Linked DNA regions of Zea mays: regions 1, 2 and 3 are each linked to region 4. The links are chromatin contacts, called in public Hi-C maps. All regions are on one chromosome and are shown on one strand. The core of a region is the stretch at or near the end of the contact, and the rest is flanking DNA. Distances in the headings are between cores, read along the strand shown. Region 1 holds the start of LOC100276558. Region 2 holds the start of LOC100383723. Region 3 holds the start of LOC100274004. Region 4 has its middle 67 kb from the start of LOC109939235.

The links. A called contact is a pair of places that touch in the nucleus more often than the background predicts.
Region 1: a Hi-C map of tassel shows a contact between it and region 4, with 3 times the contacts expected there. The contact joins the promoter of LOC100276558 here to the enhancer-like site in region 4. A contact is called at or near these places in 6 of 25 Hi-C or Micro-C datasets (bundle sheath, ear, endosperm and 2 more).
Region 2: a contact with region 4 is called in a Hi-C map of tassel, with 5 times the contacts expected there. The contact joins the promoter of LOC100383723 here to the enhancer-like site in region 4. A contact is called at or near these places in 3 of 25 Hi-C or Micro-C datasets (ear, leaf and tassel).
Region 3: a Hi-C map of tassel shows a contact between it and region 4, with 2.8 times the contacts expected there. The contact joins the promoter of LOC100274004 here to the enhancer-like site in region 4. A contact is called at or near these places in 2 of 25 Hi-C or Micro-C datasets (ear and tassel).

Annotation. Positions count from the first base shown.
Region 1 is chr4:151,257,679-151,261,768 of Zm-B73-REFERENCE-NAM-5.0, forward strand. It overlaps LOC100276558, which reads right to left and starts at 2,825. Exons shown (of 6, transcript NM_001150318.2): 1 at 2,649-2,825; 2 at 2,363-2,522; 3 at 1,530-1,549; 4 at 1,045-1,388; 5 at 779-927. The coding sequence starts at 2,694. It also overlaps the pseudogene LOC118477077.
Region 2 is chr4:151,891,766-151,895,911 of Zm-B73-REFERENCE-NAM-5.0, forward strand. It overlaps LOC100383723, which reads left to right and starts at 1,671. Exons shown (of 16, transcript NM_001321632.1): 1 at 1,671-2,451; 2 at 3,515-3,991. The coding sequence starts at 2,173.
Region 3 is chr4:151,194,629-151,198,390 of Zm-B73-REFERENCE-NAM-5.0, forward strand. It overlaps LOC100274004, which reads left to right and starts at 1,253. Exons shown (of 6, transcript NM_001148389.1): 1 at 1,253-1,458.
Region 4 is chr4:151,558,634-151,562,293 of Zm-B73-REFERENCE-NAM-5.0, forward strand. No RefSeq gene overlaps it. Among protein-coding and RNA genes, the nearest start is that of LOC109939235, 67 kb to the left of the region's middle. Within about 2 kb of position 1,943, at least 20 of the 20 cell types and tissues checked have an H3K27ac peak or open chromatin away from gene starts, as enhancers often do. A contact at or near this core is called in bundle sheath, ear, endosperm and 2 more, where this site is marked.

The sequences.
Region 1 (4,090 bases), core at 1,575-4,074, 300 kb before region 4:
CACGACATACAAGATTACCATGAAGTCCAAAAATGACACTTTAAAAGCAACACGTTTGCACTTTTTCCAGCTATGCATCACATGGAACAAAAGAAAACAGCTTAGGTTCCATATAATATCTATGACACTGCATACAGGGAACGAAATATGTCCTTTATGAACTATGATGAACTGGGCAGGATGTGTTAAGTGTTAGTTATCTTAGAGAATAGAGCAGCTCGACAAAACAATATTGGCTGTGCATTCTAATACAAGGCTTTCCTAGTTCCTGGTCACCACCTGAATTCTGAGTAAAGCCAGCCAGAAACTAACCGGTTCAGTCTTTCTTGTAAAATCTACCAAGTCACAAGGTTCACTATGTTGCATAGAACTGTCCTCTCAAATATCAGAATTGAAGTGACTCCACAATGACTAGGAATAAATTGGTTGAACCAGTCATTGGCACAAATTGATGGAATTTAAGTTCTGTTTGGCAAAGCTATATTTCCAGGGAATCCAGGAACTACGTGTCAGTTGACCAGTTAGTTAATAGCAATTCTCTACCTAAGTCTAAGGGAAAATTCATCTTCCACAGCCTGAATTAACCAATTGTACACACTAAGTGGCAGAAGCAGTCCTCTTGCCAAGTCCAAGTAGTTGATCATAACAAAAGAACTAAACCATACAGGGCATAACAACTTTTAGCATACTATAAATCTTATCAATTAATTTCAACATGATGGTTCTAATGACACTGAAACAAAAGCATTTTGCACGTAAAAGCCCAATAGGGCAATACCTGGCATGTGTCTTTGCCTCATTCACCGTATCACTTCCACTTTGATCTGATGCGTTTGAATCATTTGCATTCAGATTTTTTTCGAAATTCTTCAAATCAAATTTGTTAGCTTCTATTTCTCTTTGCTGATTTCCAGGATCTGGTTTGTCCTGCACATGCACGATGATCTTAAGACATATGTCCATTTTTATTTTTATTTTTGCTAAGCACAAAAATAACCATCTCAAGAGAATATTTTGGCTTCATACAGTTAGGTCCTTCATTACCTCACTCTCTGTTTGGTCAGATAAAATTCCCTCATTCTCTGTTAGATCAGATAAAGCTGGGGCATCTGCAGTCTTACAGGTTTCTGAAGTGTCCATATCATGTCGAGCAGTCTTTCCACTGTCATCCTTAGGTCTTGAGTGCTCAGGAAAGTGAAACGTTCCTTGACACTGAGCCACCTTACCTTCATCTTTAGATAAGAAGTGCTCAAAAACTTCAGCTGTTCCTTGAGGTTGAGCCACTTCAGCATCATCCTTGGCCATGGAGTGCTCAGAAACTTCTAGTATTCCTTGACTTTCAACCACTCTAGCTTCATCCTTAGGCATGGGGTGTTCAGTGACTTCAACTGTTGTTTGAAGTGGAGCTGCCTTAGCATTACCCAGTGGTAATTTTGCATGATTATATTTCATTTCTTGAAGTAACTCACGCACTGCATAGTAACCACCTCCAATTTGCTGACAGATATTTTTTACAGTAGGAAACTTGCCTTCGTTTGAAGCCCTATAACTGCACTAAATAGAAACACAAGGTTTAAGAGTCACACGAATAACTAACTAACCAGGAAAAAACGCTAACCAGGAAAAAAAAACGTTTTTATAACTCCTAGACATAGTTACCAATCTTTATCAGAAACCTACAGATGTGAATGAGTTCTGCCACATTTCTAATTTCTAAATCTCAAATGTCAACCTTAATGCTGCTTCTGCTTAAAAAAAGCAGAAACCGAACCAAAAGGGTTCAGCTTTTCTGCAGCTACTTTGAAAAGACAACTTTTCTGTAGTACACATTTGAAAGTCGCTTGGACTCTGCTTTTACTGCTTATCCAAGTTCGCTATATTAATAAGCAGAGCAGATGTAGCAAATAGAAACTAAAATATGATTAAAAACAATTAAGTTATAATAAATAAGATAAAAAATATTTTTAATAAAAAGATGAAAAATGGAATTGTAAAATTGATTTATTTGTAAAACAATCATGAACACAAATGTGAAATAGGTTTTAATTAAATATATTGATTAAGAAATATAGTTAAACAAATTGCATATAAACAATATACATTTTGTTTACAGTGGAGAACTAACAACAGTTTGAACCAAACGAGTTTCAGCTTTATTTGCTCACAACAGTTTTTTCACAGCAGACAACTCACAGCTATGTTTTCATAGTTCACAGCCCAACCAAACGCACACTAAGTGTCTATTACTAAGCTCGAGAGCCAAACAGAAGTGCTAATAAGCCGAAAGCTACACAATTGCTACCTATGACCCAAAAAGATAAACTCTACAACCAGAAAATACAGTGAAAAAAAAGTAACCTACTTCTCAACAAATTCCACTATTCGAACCCTCCGCTCCTGCTTTGTAATCCTCTTCAGCCCCTTCGGTGGCGGCTCCTGCGCAGGCAGCGGCGCCGCATGCGCCTTCCCTCGGGAGGTCCGATAGCACGACCGTGGGGGCGCGATAGAGACACCCGCGATCACTGGAAAGAGGGAACATATTAGGCAAATAATATCACATCAATGTCTGCACCGCGGCCAAAACCCAGAGCTTGGATCGAACACGGGAGGCGCGGGGCGAAATAGGCTTGATTACTAGCTTTACTCACCTTTCCTGGAGGCCACGGAGTAGGAGAGGCGCGCGGATGCCTGCATCGCGGAGCGCAATGGCAAATTGCGGAGGGGAGGCGGGCGCCCTAGGGTTTCATGCCATGTCTGACTGGACGAGGCGAGCGAGGTTTTAGCTTGACTGAGAAGGCGAAGAAGGGAGACGGAACTGCCGGGCGGCGGCGGCTGGGTGTTGAGGCCGTGGCCCAACCAAGAATAAGGGCTCTGCATTCCCCCCAAAAACAAAGATTACCGAAGATGCACGGCCCATTGAGTTAAGCAGTCGACTTCGCCCGGGCCAGAGGTAGTCCTTTTCATACTAGAGCATCTCTAATTGAAAAACAACCGTCCAACCGAGCCCTATCAACTCACCCGATTTTGAGAAATTTGTGATTTTGCCACTCTCAATTTTGGTTGTCTGTTATTATGCTATCTCGTGTCTATAACTGGTAGGACCATCTATGTCTATAATTTATAGGTCCGATGACATACTGGCGAATACCGTAAATCATAGTAGCAAAATTGCCAATGTCTCCCCGATTTTCCCGCAAGCCAAAAATTTGTGCTCTAGTGCGAAAATTTGCCAACGTTTCTTCTCCCAATCCGTCGCCCGCTCGGCCACACGGAGCACCTCACCAGCTCCCTCCCTGGCCGGCGACCTGAGCGCCGCCCGCTCATAGGCGCATCCCGTTTGGGCTCTCCCGCGTCACCACCACAGGCGGGGCGACACGTCGTGTCAGCATCCCAAAGAAGTCGTGCGTCTGAGAAGCAGAAGCCAACGGCAGATGCTACTGATCTAGTGCTAGATCGCTGCAACAAAAGCCCAATGCTATATTCCTAGGAGAAGATTAGGTGGCATAATGGGTCGTGGGCTTTGTAATAGCTGATACTTAAACGTTGTGAACAGTGAACGGTGAGAATTATGCTGAGAAATATATCGACAACTATCTTCTCCCCGTATTCCATCCCCTTCTTTCTCCAAAACCATTCTTCTGCTGATTTCCCTCATTATCCAGATCCGGTGCTTGTGGGAGCCTAACAATTGGTATCGGAGACACCGATCTAGGGCTGGCGCACGCCTACTACACGCGCCGCGCGAAGGACTCCGGATCCATGGAGCTCAACCTGAAGATGGCGATCCAGGAATAGTCCAAGCTTCTCCGAGACATCTGTGACCGCCTATCTGCGTAGGACGCACGCTAGTCCACACTCGAGTCCACCGTCGCTCGGAACTCCACGTCCCTACAACATCTGGAGGCCAGTCTCGCCGTCACGAGCCCAGCGTCGATCCGCGCGGATCTCGACGCCCAAGTCGCCGCGACGACCGAGCGCATAGATGACATCGAGGTGGTGCCTCCAACGCGACTCGGGGCCCTAGCATCGGTTTCTGCAACCTTCGAGTCATGGCGGCCCTTCGTCGAGGCTTCGGTCGATGAGATCCACA
Region 2 (4,146 bases), core at 421-2,920, 330 kb after region 4:
TTTCGACACATAGAATCGCCAAACCATTTAACCTCTCTTGAGTTATTGTTGACCTTAAATAGTTCACAAAAATATTTTAATTTTAAAAAGCTTCCATCCACCGATGCAACCATCATGTGTATAGTAAATAATACTCTCTCTATATCAAAATAGAATTCGTTTTGCTTCTTCAGTGGATTCATCATCATCTAGTTGAATATAAACATAAAAATCAAGAGATAAAACAAATACTATTTTAGAACGGATGGAGTATTCGATAAGTAATTGAGACATTAGTTTAACAATCTAAACGAGACTGGTCGATAGCACATCGCTCTTTACGTATGTGTCTAGGATAGATAGATTTAACAAAAAAAAGTGCTAGCATCCCGTGGCTAGGGAGGAGGCCTCTGTTTTTGGGGGCCGGTGCGGCCACACCCTCTGTACCCCTCAGGTACGACCCTGTTAATGCAAATGGTCTTAGAAAATCTTTTATTATGTGATTAAAACATCTATTTTTTGGATAACCACTTAGCAAGAATTATGGAGAAAAAACGATCGATCTCTCTCATTCTCTAGTAACATTGCTTTGTAAAAAAGCGGTCAAACACCCTCCCGCCCACCACACGTTCCTAGAACTAAACTATTTTGCCATGGAGGAGGCGTAAATGAAAAATTAGAAGAAAAAATCTACAACTGTCAAGTTTTTCATACCGCCATTGTATAATTAAACTATTTCGAATTTCAAAGAGTATTTCAGATATACTTAATTATTTATTTTACTGATATATAAAATTTAGGTTCTAATTTATCTTATTTACTAAGATATAAAAAATTAGACTGTTTGTACCTTTTAACACAAAACGAATTAAAATTTAAATTTAATATATTAATGGAGTAAATAATAAATTTATAAAATATTATTTTTACAACTTCAATAATTTAATTACATGATTATTATAAAAGTGATTATAGTACAATTTTTATTAATACAAAATAAAAAATGTAAAAACACACATAAATTTATAATACTAACTATGTCCTAAAATATTTGTCACTCAGTTAATTTATTTTAAAATGCGATAAATAAAAAAAGCACGGCGACAGCAGTTGCCAGGCGATAATACAAACGGAGCAAGCTATCCGGCTAGGACTAGGCGTTTGGTACTTCGGTTCGGTTTCTCGGTTCTTCAAAAACTAGAACCGAAATAAAAAGATAAAGAAACCAGAACCGACTAGTTCGATTCTCGGTTCTTCGGTTTGGTTCCTCGGTTCTAACCGAACTGTACAATCACTCTAAAATTCTGAATAACGACAACTTTTATGAGAAATTTCAGCAACATCTTCCCACAAACAACCACAAGTGCACAATGACCATAATTTCATAGATAATACATGGATGATTAGAGGTTCAACATAAGTCGATAAAACAACATCCGAAGTTACAAACACATGTAACAAATTGAATCTAATACTTTTGGTTTTTCGGTTCTTTGGAGTGCAGAACCGAAAATATCTCATTTATTTTGGTTCTCAAAAGACCAGAACCGAATTTCATAACAGTTCCTTCGGTTCGATTAGTTCAGTTTCGGTTCTCGGTTATTTCGGTTCGGTTCCTCAGTTCCGGTTCTTTTTGCCCATGCCTATATCCGGCTATCCCTATCCGCCCACGCCCTCTCCCGTGCCTGCCGCAACCCCCATGCCCCATCCCCCTCCACCTGCCAAAATAAATCCATGCGCTCTCCAGCTCGGTGCTGCAATCCCATCAAAAGCTAGGGTTTCACGCCTCTCCCGACTTCACAGTTCACATTCCTCTCCTCCCCTTCCCACCTCCCCAACTCGGCCGCCGTAGACGCGGTGGCGCACGAACTGCCCTAGATTTGAGCGAGCCACCCTGCGAATCTTCACCTGACGCACAAAGTCTGTCAGAGACAGTGAAGAATTCGAACACGATCTTAAACATCGTTGATTAAGACCACACACAAACACATCTACCTGGCTTCCCCCCTATCAGTTGTTTTTGTGTGTTTTTTTTTGCTGTTTCGGACGATTCATAAGAACCGACCTGCAAGGCTTGCAGATCTACCTTGAGAACCAGGGCCCTTGTTTTGGACGTCCAGAACGAACCCTTGACCCTGCGGATCTGCTTGATCCGTTTTGGATCTGCTTGTTTTTTTGCTGGATCTGGAGAGAATGTTCAAGTCGATGGTTTATTACGTGAACACCTCAATCGGAGAGGTGGAGGTGTGGCCCAAGGGCGAGGCGAGCGCGGGCCTGACCATGGCGGCGTGGGCGCGAGAAATCCGCGTTGAACGCATTTCCCCGCCCAGCGAGCGGTGCCCTCCGCTGGCCGTCATGCACACCGTGGCCGTCGGCGCCCGATGCCTCGTCATGGAGTCCAGGCCGCCCGTTGTCGCCGACGTTGTGCCGCCTCTCGTCGTCATGCACACCGCTTGCCTCAGGGAGAACAAGGTATATACAGATTATTCCTGACATAAAAAGAGGTTCACATCCATCGTAAAAAAAGAGAGAATAATCAAAACACATGAAAGGACATACGAGATTTTACATGTCAGAAATTTTACATGATGGACGCTTTGATGGAAGGAATTTTTTAATTCTTATTACATGGACAAGCTTACCAGGACATAATTAGTTCTTACATAGGATTTGAATAATTCTGTAATTCTGTTAATCTTGCTTGAACGGTCACTGGACAAGGATTTTTGGCAGGATGTCAACGGTGGCTAAGAATGCACTGATATCTTTGAACTCATTCCTAACTCCACAATCAACCAAACTACAGAATTTTTAACTTCACTGAGGCTAGTTTGAAGGGCTTCAGAAACAGAGATTTAAGTTTCACAATTTGGATGTCTGAATGACATGTATTGGTGCTTTGGAACTGGGACACACATCTAATAGCTTGTGAAAATATGACATTTATGTGGTACTTGTGGACTTTGAATCACTGGATGTAGTGTTAGTTGAGATAACGTTGTACATCACACTAATATGATTTGAATTTTGATTCCTAATTTCTGATAATGAGCTGAACATTAAAACGTATAATATGGAATGCCTAGGTCTGTCACATGAAGTTGCTACCACTCAAGTGCTTCTCTATTAGGTTTGACTAAATATACAAACATGTGCAAATGTTTTTTTTCATGGCAATCCTGTAAGTCAAAGTCCCTTTGCTTTGGTATCGACATTTCCATATTCAATATTAAACTTTATCTGATTTTAGAATTCAGGATATGATGAAGTGATAGCCAATTCAGATTTTGCATTTTTTTGACCAAAGTTTTTTCCTTCAACTGGTTCTCCATGCCTTGATGTCCCATATCTTCTTAAATATCACCGAGAATTTAAGATCTGTAGCTCTGGCATCAAGTGTTAGAGCTAGAGATTTCAACATCCATCTTCACCTTCCACTTACTCTTTCATTTCCCTCATATTCTATTTGGAAACTACATTTATGGTTCTACACTGTATATATCACATTGAATGCTTTAATTCCTTGTGCTTTCAGACTGCGGTTGTTCCACTTGGAGATGAAGAGTTGCATTTAGTTGCGATGACATCCAGAAGAAACTTGACAAATCATGCATGTTTCTGGGGCTATAAATTGCCATTTGGTTTGTATAATTCTTGCTTGACCATGTTAAATCTTCGGTGCCTGGGTATTGTATTTGACCTTGATGAGACATTGATTGTCGCCAATACATCACGGTCTTTTGAGGACAGAATTGACGCACTTCAAAGAAAGCTGAGTAATGAGACTGATCCACAACGTAGGAATGGTATGCTATCAGAGATCAAGAGGTACCAGGATGATAAGTCCATCCTAAAGCAATATATAGAAGGTGATCAGGTCTATGATGATGGAAAAGTGTATAAAGCACAACCTGAGATTGTTCCACCATTGTCTGATAACCAGCAACCAATGACACGTCCAGTTATAAGATTACAAGATAAAAACATTATCCTGACAAGAATAAATCCTCTGGTATGTACTAAATTGCTTGAACTTGGTTTGGGCCTGTCCGTGTTAGCATTTCTTTACTGGCACACATATTTGTTATATGTTATAACTACACAGTACGCTGTTGCTTTATATTTGGATTTTCATAAGGTAAAGCAAAGCAAAAGCTCTTATATTCA
Region 3 (3,762 bases), core at 3-2,502, 360 kb before region 4:
ATCTTGTCAATTTTTCTCAACTAAAAAGTACGTGAAAGTACTGTCGTATGCCTATACCGAGACAAGCGTGCCGATTATAGCACCCCTGTATCTAGCGGTGTCCTGTGTCACCCTCTTGCAATGTAGCCTATTTAGCGTCATGTGATGAACGGACTGATGTTAAACTATAGCCAATACAGATAGAGTAGCGTGCGTCGTTGAAGAGAGTCTTACTAAGACTATCTCTCCAACAGCTTATTCATACTGTCTCTTATTTTAAACTCTACTTTATAAATACTACAGTCTACGAACAATACAGTTTACAGTACAAAACAATATTTTAGATAACCATGTGAGTGCTGGACACGGTCTGAAGGCTCAAATGTTCGTTTCAAGTTTATGTAATTGCTCTACCCAAATAAAACAACTCTATTTTAGAATTGTTTTTTAAACAGCTTCAACTTAATAAAAAAACAAACGTGTTTTTGGCTGGGTGCACAGTGCACACAAATGCTTCTTATTGGAGATTAGTTGAAGGTAGACTCCTCTAGAGACAGCGGGAGAACAACTAAGCGATTAGTTAAAAGTAGGATAGACGTGGGACAAGCAAGAACATAGGAAGGTGGAGTATACATGGGGCAAGAATATGCGAGGAAGAGAAAAAAATTCGTATTTATATAATTGTTGTCCGCTAAACTTTTTATCAAATATTTATATACCATCGCAACACTCATAAACATTGTACTAGTGGAAAAATGGTGAAAGGGTTTTACCTATATATTCACTCATGCTAGTTAGATGCTCGTAGATTGTATGATTCATATATATTATATAGATAGACTTTGTATTACTAAAACACAACATATATGTTTTATTGGTTAGATGAGTGTGAACGTGGACCCAACAATCAACGTTTAAATCCTTATTTTTATACAATTTTATCTTTAAATCCACATTCACATCCATCTAACCAATAAAACACATATATCTTTATATTTTTATATTATTTACTACTCTTTGTTTTTTATTTGTCGCGTCCTATTTTAAAAATAACTAATCGGTAATAAATATTTTGAGAATGAAGATAGCATTTCTTTTGCATAAAGCTATTTTATATTTTGCTAGTTTTTGTATAAAGTAGAAAGAGAAAGAGTGACCATGATAACCGTAGAACCATAGAAACAAATGATTTATTATATGGTACAGATAGTAGAGAGATGAGAAAGGCCATGAGCCCCATGACTGTGTCTGTGTGAATTGCCTTTGGATCGTCCTAGCAGCCTTGTCGTCGTTAGAGGATTTGGAACCCGTTCCATTCGCCGCCTTTCTTTTTCTTCGCCCGTCCACCCTACGAGCGCGCACGCTCTCCTGGCTATAGCAACCGCCGTCGCCGCCCCACGCTACGTGCTCGAGTCTAGCCTCGTCGGTTCCTTCGTCAGTTCTTCGTCGGATCCTTTGCTGGCGACCAACACCCACCAGGTATATGCACCCCTTTTCTTCCTTTTCTGCTGTGTGAAATGGAGCCCCCGAACCCTAACTTAATCTATTTGGGTTTTTGTATTCGGATCCGATCTATTTATAAGTTTATATATGTATTATTGCTATTAAATTCGATTTCCAAAAGTTATTGGGTGCCTTTACTCATTTACTGGGTCTGCCATTGGCTATACCTTTGATGTCACGCCCTATTATAGGTTGTAAGAGATGATTTTGTGGAGTCAGGGACTCAGGGTAACTGAAATTATGATAGATTTGTGTTTTTTGGCTCTCATGGTTCTTGATGATCATTGTTAGCTGACTTCCTTAATGCAGATATTAGAAAATTGGTTGTTTGATTAATAGCTTGTTTTGATGCATAGGGCTTGCTAACTTTTAGCCCTAACTCATTTGAACAGGAGCCAGTAGGCTAATAAGTGGGCTAATTTTTTAGCCATGTCTCCAAATAGTTGTTAGCCAACCCCTTGGTCTAATTTTTAATATCAGCTAATAACTAACCCTAACTGATGCAAATAGGCCCTACTTGTGGAATTTTGCACTCAAGGATTGAAATACCACATAGAAGAATACATGTTTTGCAATGCAGTTTGAGGAGTTATGCATCGATCATTGTTTATCAAATACTCAAATTACATGCTTAATCAATGCATTTTCACCCATTGGAAACCCTTGAATTGTTTACGAATCATCTAGGCTTTTTCATGATGATGTAAGTTGTAACCATTGTCATAGGGAACAGAGTCGAAGTCGCATCTTACTGACCATGGAATGTGGGGACAATCTATTTTGCTCCTTGTGAAAACCTTTCGCAAGTAGCTTACCACATTCCTTTATCCAGTTGACTTGGGACTGTGAACTTTGTGACTATGGTTGTGACATAATGGTGACTTCAGCAACAGAAAAAAATGCATGAACAGATATCCCAAATGACATAGATACGAGAGGTCTTCATGACCAATGCTGACAGGGCGACTTCAATTGCTAGGCTTAGAGAATTGTGATTTTGGACTGATATACCCAAAGATTTAGGCCTGAATAGGAGTGCATGGAAAACGGCTATTCATGTGCTTGAATCATGATTTGTGGGTTCTATTGTGTTTTTAACTCTAGCCTACCCCAACTTGCTTGGGATAAAAGGCTTTGTTGATGTTGATGATTTTGGACTGGTTTCTGCACAGAAATTTCGTTTTGGGTATTTTGCATAAGCCATATAGTTTTTGCTTTCACCTCTGCAAATTTTTTATTTATTTGTAGTCTCTCAAAAATATAAATACCACATATCAGCTTGCACAATGTTCTACAATATATCATTGCTAGAAACTATGCACCACAAATCTGTGTTAGATCCTGACATGTCTACTGCCTTGGAGTAAGTGTTTTGTTTTCACAATCTGACACTCGTGGTGTTTAACCTCCATATTTTAAATATTTTTCAGCTTGCTGTTTCCCCCTTCTTTTTGCTTGCTTCATCGAAGTCCTTTCCAGGTAACACATTATCAGCCTCCTAAACAATTCAGTTACAAACCTATCACTGTTAGCTGCCTATTGATATGACCAAGAAAATACAGCAGACTACACCAATGGGAATGTGGGATGCTTCTTCAAGGGACCTTAATGGACATTTGTGTATTTCATTCCCTTGATAGTATTACATGTTTATGGTTTATTTCTTCTATAGGACTCAGGTTAAATGCAACACAATCTGTATCCTTTTCATTCACTAACCTACACTTCATTTAGTTTGTGCATGAACTGAGGAACTACAGTATAAACTCATGTCTCTTTATCTTTTCCTCCTTGGACTTAAGACACAACCGCTAATGTTAGGCTTCCTTGAAACCAGTGGTAACTATATATCACTTATTGGCAGACTATTATGTTCTGAGCCTCTGAGGATTGGTTAAATGATTTTACTACTAAAGGCCCCAATTGGTTCCTAGGAATTGGGAAGGATTGGAAACTAATTCCACAGTTGTGTTGTTTGGGTGCCATGAAGGATAAAAATGCTTCCACTTGTATACTAATCCAACAGAATGTGATTCTTCTCTTCACCATCTAGAATTGTAGTTTTGATTCCTTCAGCTACATGCCTCTCTCCATCTCTCCAAGGGAGAGAAGCGGTGAATGGATCTGAGAGGAAAATGATTAGAACATTTATATCCTTCCTGATTGTTAATATGAATCCTTCAATGGCTTCCACCTGAACTCTCTTGTCTGGACATGTAGCTTGTGGTCAGCCTCCACAAATACAAGGATCTGCTCCATGAACACAAATGCACAGCTGGT
Region 4 (3,660 bases), core at 693-3,192:
TAGTTTAATCGTGGCATCCTGATCCAACCCTCCGGATTACGCAATGCGCAATCATGAACGTACAAGTAGTGCGCGCAGCCACCACAAACACGCAATGATTACATGCGCTAAGCCTGCCGCTCTGCATTGTTTAGCACGTACTAATTAGATTATACATTACGCCATAACGATCTTATCTGGAAGCTAGCAGGTGCAGGGTTTCTGTCTCCTCGCAGTCGCAGCCTCATCGTTAGTTAATCCCAGACCAGATGATGTCACCGACAGACAGGGAGATGAGCCGGCCCGAACGAACAATAGGATATCTTTGATTTGGCCTCGCAAGTACGCATCCGGAGGAGGAGGCGTATTTGTAATTTGTTTTTTTGTTTTAGTCCGGAGGTGCTCTGGAGTCTGGTCTTTTGATTGGAGATCGAGGCGCTCTGTCTGATTCTGATCTGACGAAGCGATCCTCTTTTCTTTTTTAATGTGTTTTTGTTCAAGTCAACACTAGTGGTTGGCGGAAGGCCATGTGAGCGCGTCGCCATGGGGGCCGTTCTCGTGCGTGCAGTGCAGTGCAGGCTCGCAACGCAAGGTCATGCGTTGCGACAAGGTGGATCGGAGATGCATGGAGGTACCGTAGAAACACGGCGCGGAGCAGGGATATACACCTTGACAACCGGCGCATAGGCGCGAGTTGCGGGCCTCTTTCGGCTTCACCGCGGTGGCGGCCGCCGGCCGGCCAGCTTGCCGCGTTTCGCGCCGGCGCCGCCCTCCACCTCAGCCTGGCACGCTCACGTACCGCGCTGCGAGCGAGCGAGCCTCGTCGCTCGCTACGCCGGCTGCCTGCTCGCCGCACCGCCCTCTGTGTGCAGGCCGCGCACGCTCGCCTCGTCGCCCTCCTCGCCACCATCCGCACCTCCCTGCCGTACACGCTCGCTGTGATGTGAGCTCGCTGCATCGCTGGTCGTGCCGGCAGGGAGATCCCGCGCCGCCCTCCGCCGCGTTTGCGCTAGAGAAAAATACTTATTATTGTAATCTGAACCCTGTAACTCGTTCCCCTTCTTCCTACTCAAGGCAACTCCCTGAGTGCCAGTTCCCTAGCATCAGTGGTGTGCTAACACTCCGCCGCGTTTGCGCCCGCTCCCCGACCGGTCGCGAGCTCACCACGCCCGCTCGGCGCTCGTCGCTACGCCCTATGCCCTGGTCGTGCACACACTCCCGGCGTTCGCCGAGAGCTCGCCGGCGCCGCGCAGCCCTCTGTGCAAGCTCGCCACGTCGCTCTCCTCTCCGGCCGCTAGCAGAGCCGGAAAGAACGTTAGACGATAGTAGTATGGCACTGTTTGTTTTAGATTATAATCTCTCCAGATTATGGGCCTGTTTGGTTTGTGGCTAAATGTGCCACACTTTATCTAAAGTTAGTCGTTCGAATTGAATAACTAACCTTAGGCAGAAAAGTTAGGCAAAATGTGGCAACTGAGGTAGTGAACCAAACATGCCTTATATAATACAGTACAAATAATCAATAGTTAAACGAACATATAGATTATGGATTTAGATTATATAATCTAAACTCCAGATTATGATAATCTCATAATCTTCTCAAGACTAGTTTATTTGAGATTATTTTGACAAAAGATCCACTATTCATGGTAATGGAAATAGAAATTACAATATATGCTATCATTCTTTTCTTACCTCAAATAAACAATAATAATATTGTTGTCTTTGTGAATAATCTACATTTGTATAATCTAAACTATCAAATAACTACATATAGAGATTATAATATATCTAAATTATATAATTTAGATTATAATCCAGATTATATAATCTATAAGCTGAAACAAACCGACCCTATGTGTCATGCTTTTCTCCGTTCGCCGGAAGTACAGCACCGGGACGCGTCACGTGTGTGCGCGCTGAACAGCTGATGCCTAGTTCTTCAGGATTTAGGGCAGGAGGCATCAACAGGCAGTGAGCAACTGGAAGGAGCCATTCAGTTCAGGCTTGAGTGCGTATGGGGCTCTGGGCCATGCGAATTCTTAGCGGGCTTCACTTGCAGATGGCATAAATCCCGACGGCCCAGGGAAAGCTTCCCACGGCCCGCTTGACTGCAAGGCCTTGTCCAACAATGGTGACCGACGGTGTCCAACAAGCGAGAAGGATTATGGGCGTGTAAGTGCAAGCAGGGATGGCAATGAATGTCATTTATCCGCGTACCCGTGGATAAAAAACCCGTTGGGCATGATTTTGGGTACAAGTCTGTATCCATGAATATGGATACGGGTAGCACTTGATATCCGTGGATATTTTTAAAACGAATACAAAAAATCAATATCCATACTCAATTACCCGAATATCCGTCAAAATTACACCAGTCCCGCAGGCCCACGGGCCATAGCCCACAAGGCCACAAGCGTTCTCCAATCTCCAGGCTTCCAGCAATCCAGCGAAGCCCTCGCTCCGCCAGTCCATTCTCCGGTCTCATTCTCTTCTCCTCTGTCCTCTCCCACTCGCCCACTCCTACCGCCGTCGCCCACTCCTACCGCCGCCGCACACTCCATCTCACCTCTCCCAGACTCCCGCAGCCACTGCCCCCTATCGGTCCGGGTCCCTGGCTCCTGCGCGGCTCCCGGGCACAGAGCGCAGATCTCCAGCTCGTCCTCAGTCCCTGCATCGTTGACTCCCTGCGCAGCTCATCCTCAGTCCCTGGCTCCCTGCATCGCTGACTCCCCGCGCGCCTGCGCTCTGTGCCCAGTTGCAGCGCTCCTGCGGCCTGCTCCCCTCAGTCCCTGCGCGTGCTACCTTCCCTCGGTCCCCGGCTCCTGCGCGGCTGTCCTGGTGTAAAGTACAGGTTATTCTAGATGCAACGACTTGTTGATTGTTTTTCTCACCCAAATGCAATTACAGATTATTTCAGATTCAACGACTTGTTGATTGTTACTTTTATTAATTCAATGCGTTACCGCTGCCATGGAAACCCCTAGTGGTGGCACTCAACAAGATCATATTTAAATTTGCTGGACAAATATGATATCATATTTGAATTTGCTGGATTTAAATATTTTGTATGTCTAGTGGGCAAACAGATATATCCGCGGATATACGTTACTCGCGGGTAACGGATGTGGATACTGTTTGTTATCTATGGCGGGTAACGGGTAGGGTTCGAATATTAGATATAAGTCGTGGATATGGATGTCCAGAGACAATATGCGCGGATATTTTACCCGTTGCCATCCCTAAGTGCAAGATCATCAACCAAGCCCCACAACAACAGGACGGTAGCGCTGGTTGCTGCTCGCGGCTCGCCCCACAACTAGTTTGTGGGTTTTCACCGACACGCAACACACCGGACAACGGCCTTACGGTATTTCGATTTTTATAGAGGTACCTCAGCATATACAGATAAGATATCGCCTCCATCACCACTTGCATCGCAGACCCACATGAAAAAGATTGATCAAACCTCACGTGTACGTACGTGTTTATTTTGGACAACCGATTGAATGACATGCACACAATGCAACCAAATACCGCAGTGTTGTACTATATGTATTACTATATCCGTGTGATTGGTTGCTGTACAGCGGTAGGCCGGTAGCCTGGCTCGTATTTGAGCAGTTTGGCTCTTTGTGCATAGGTTTTTGTTTGGTTGTTTGTATTGGTATATTCAGATCA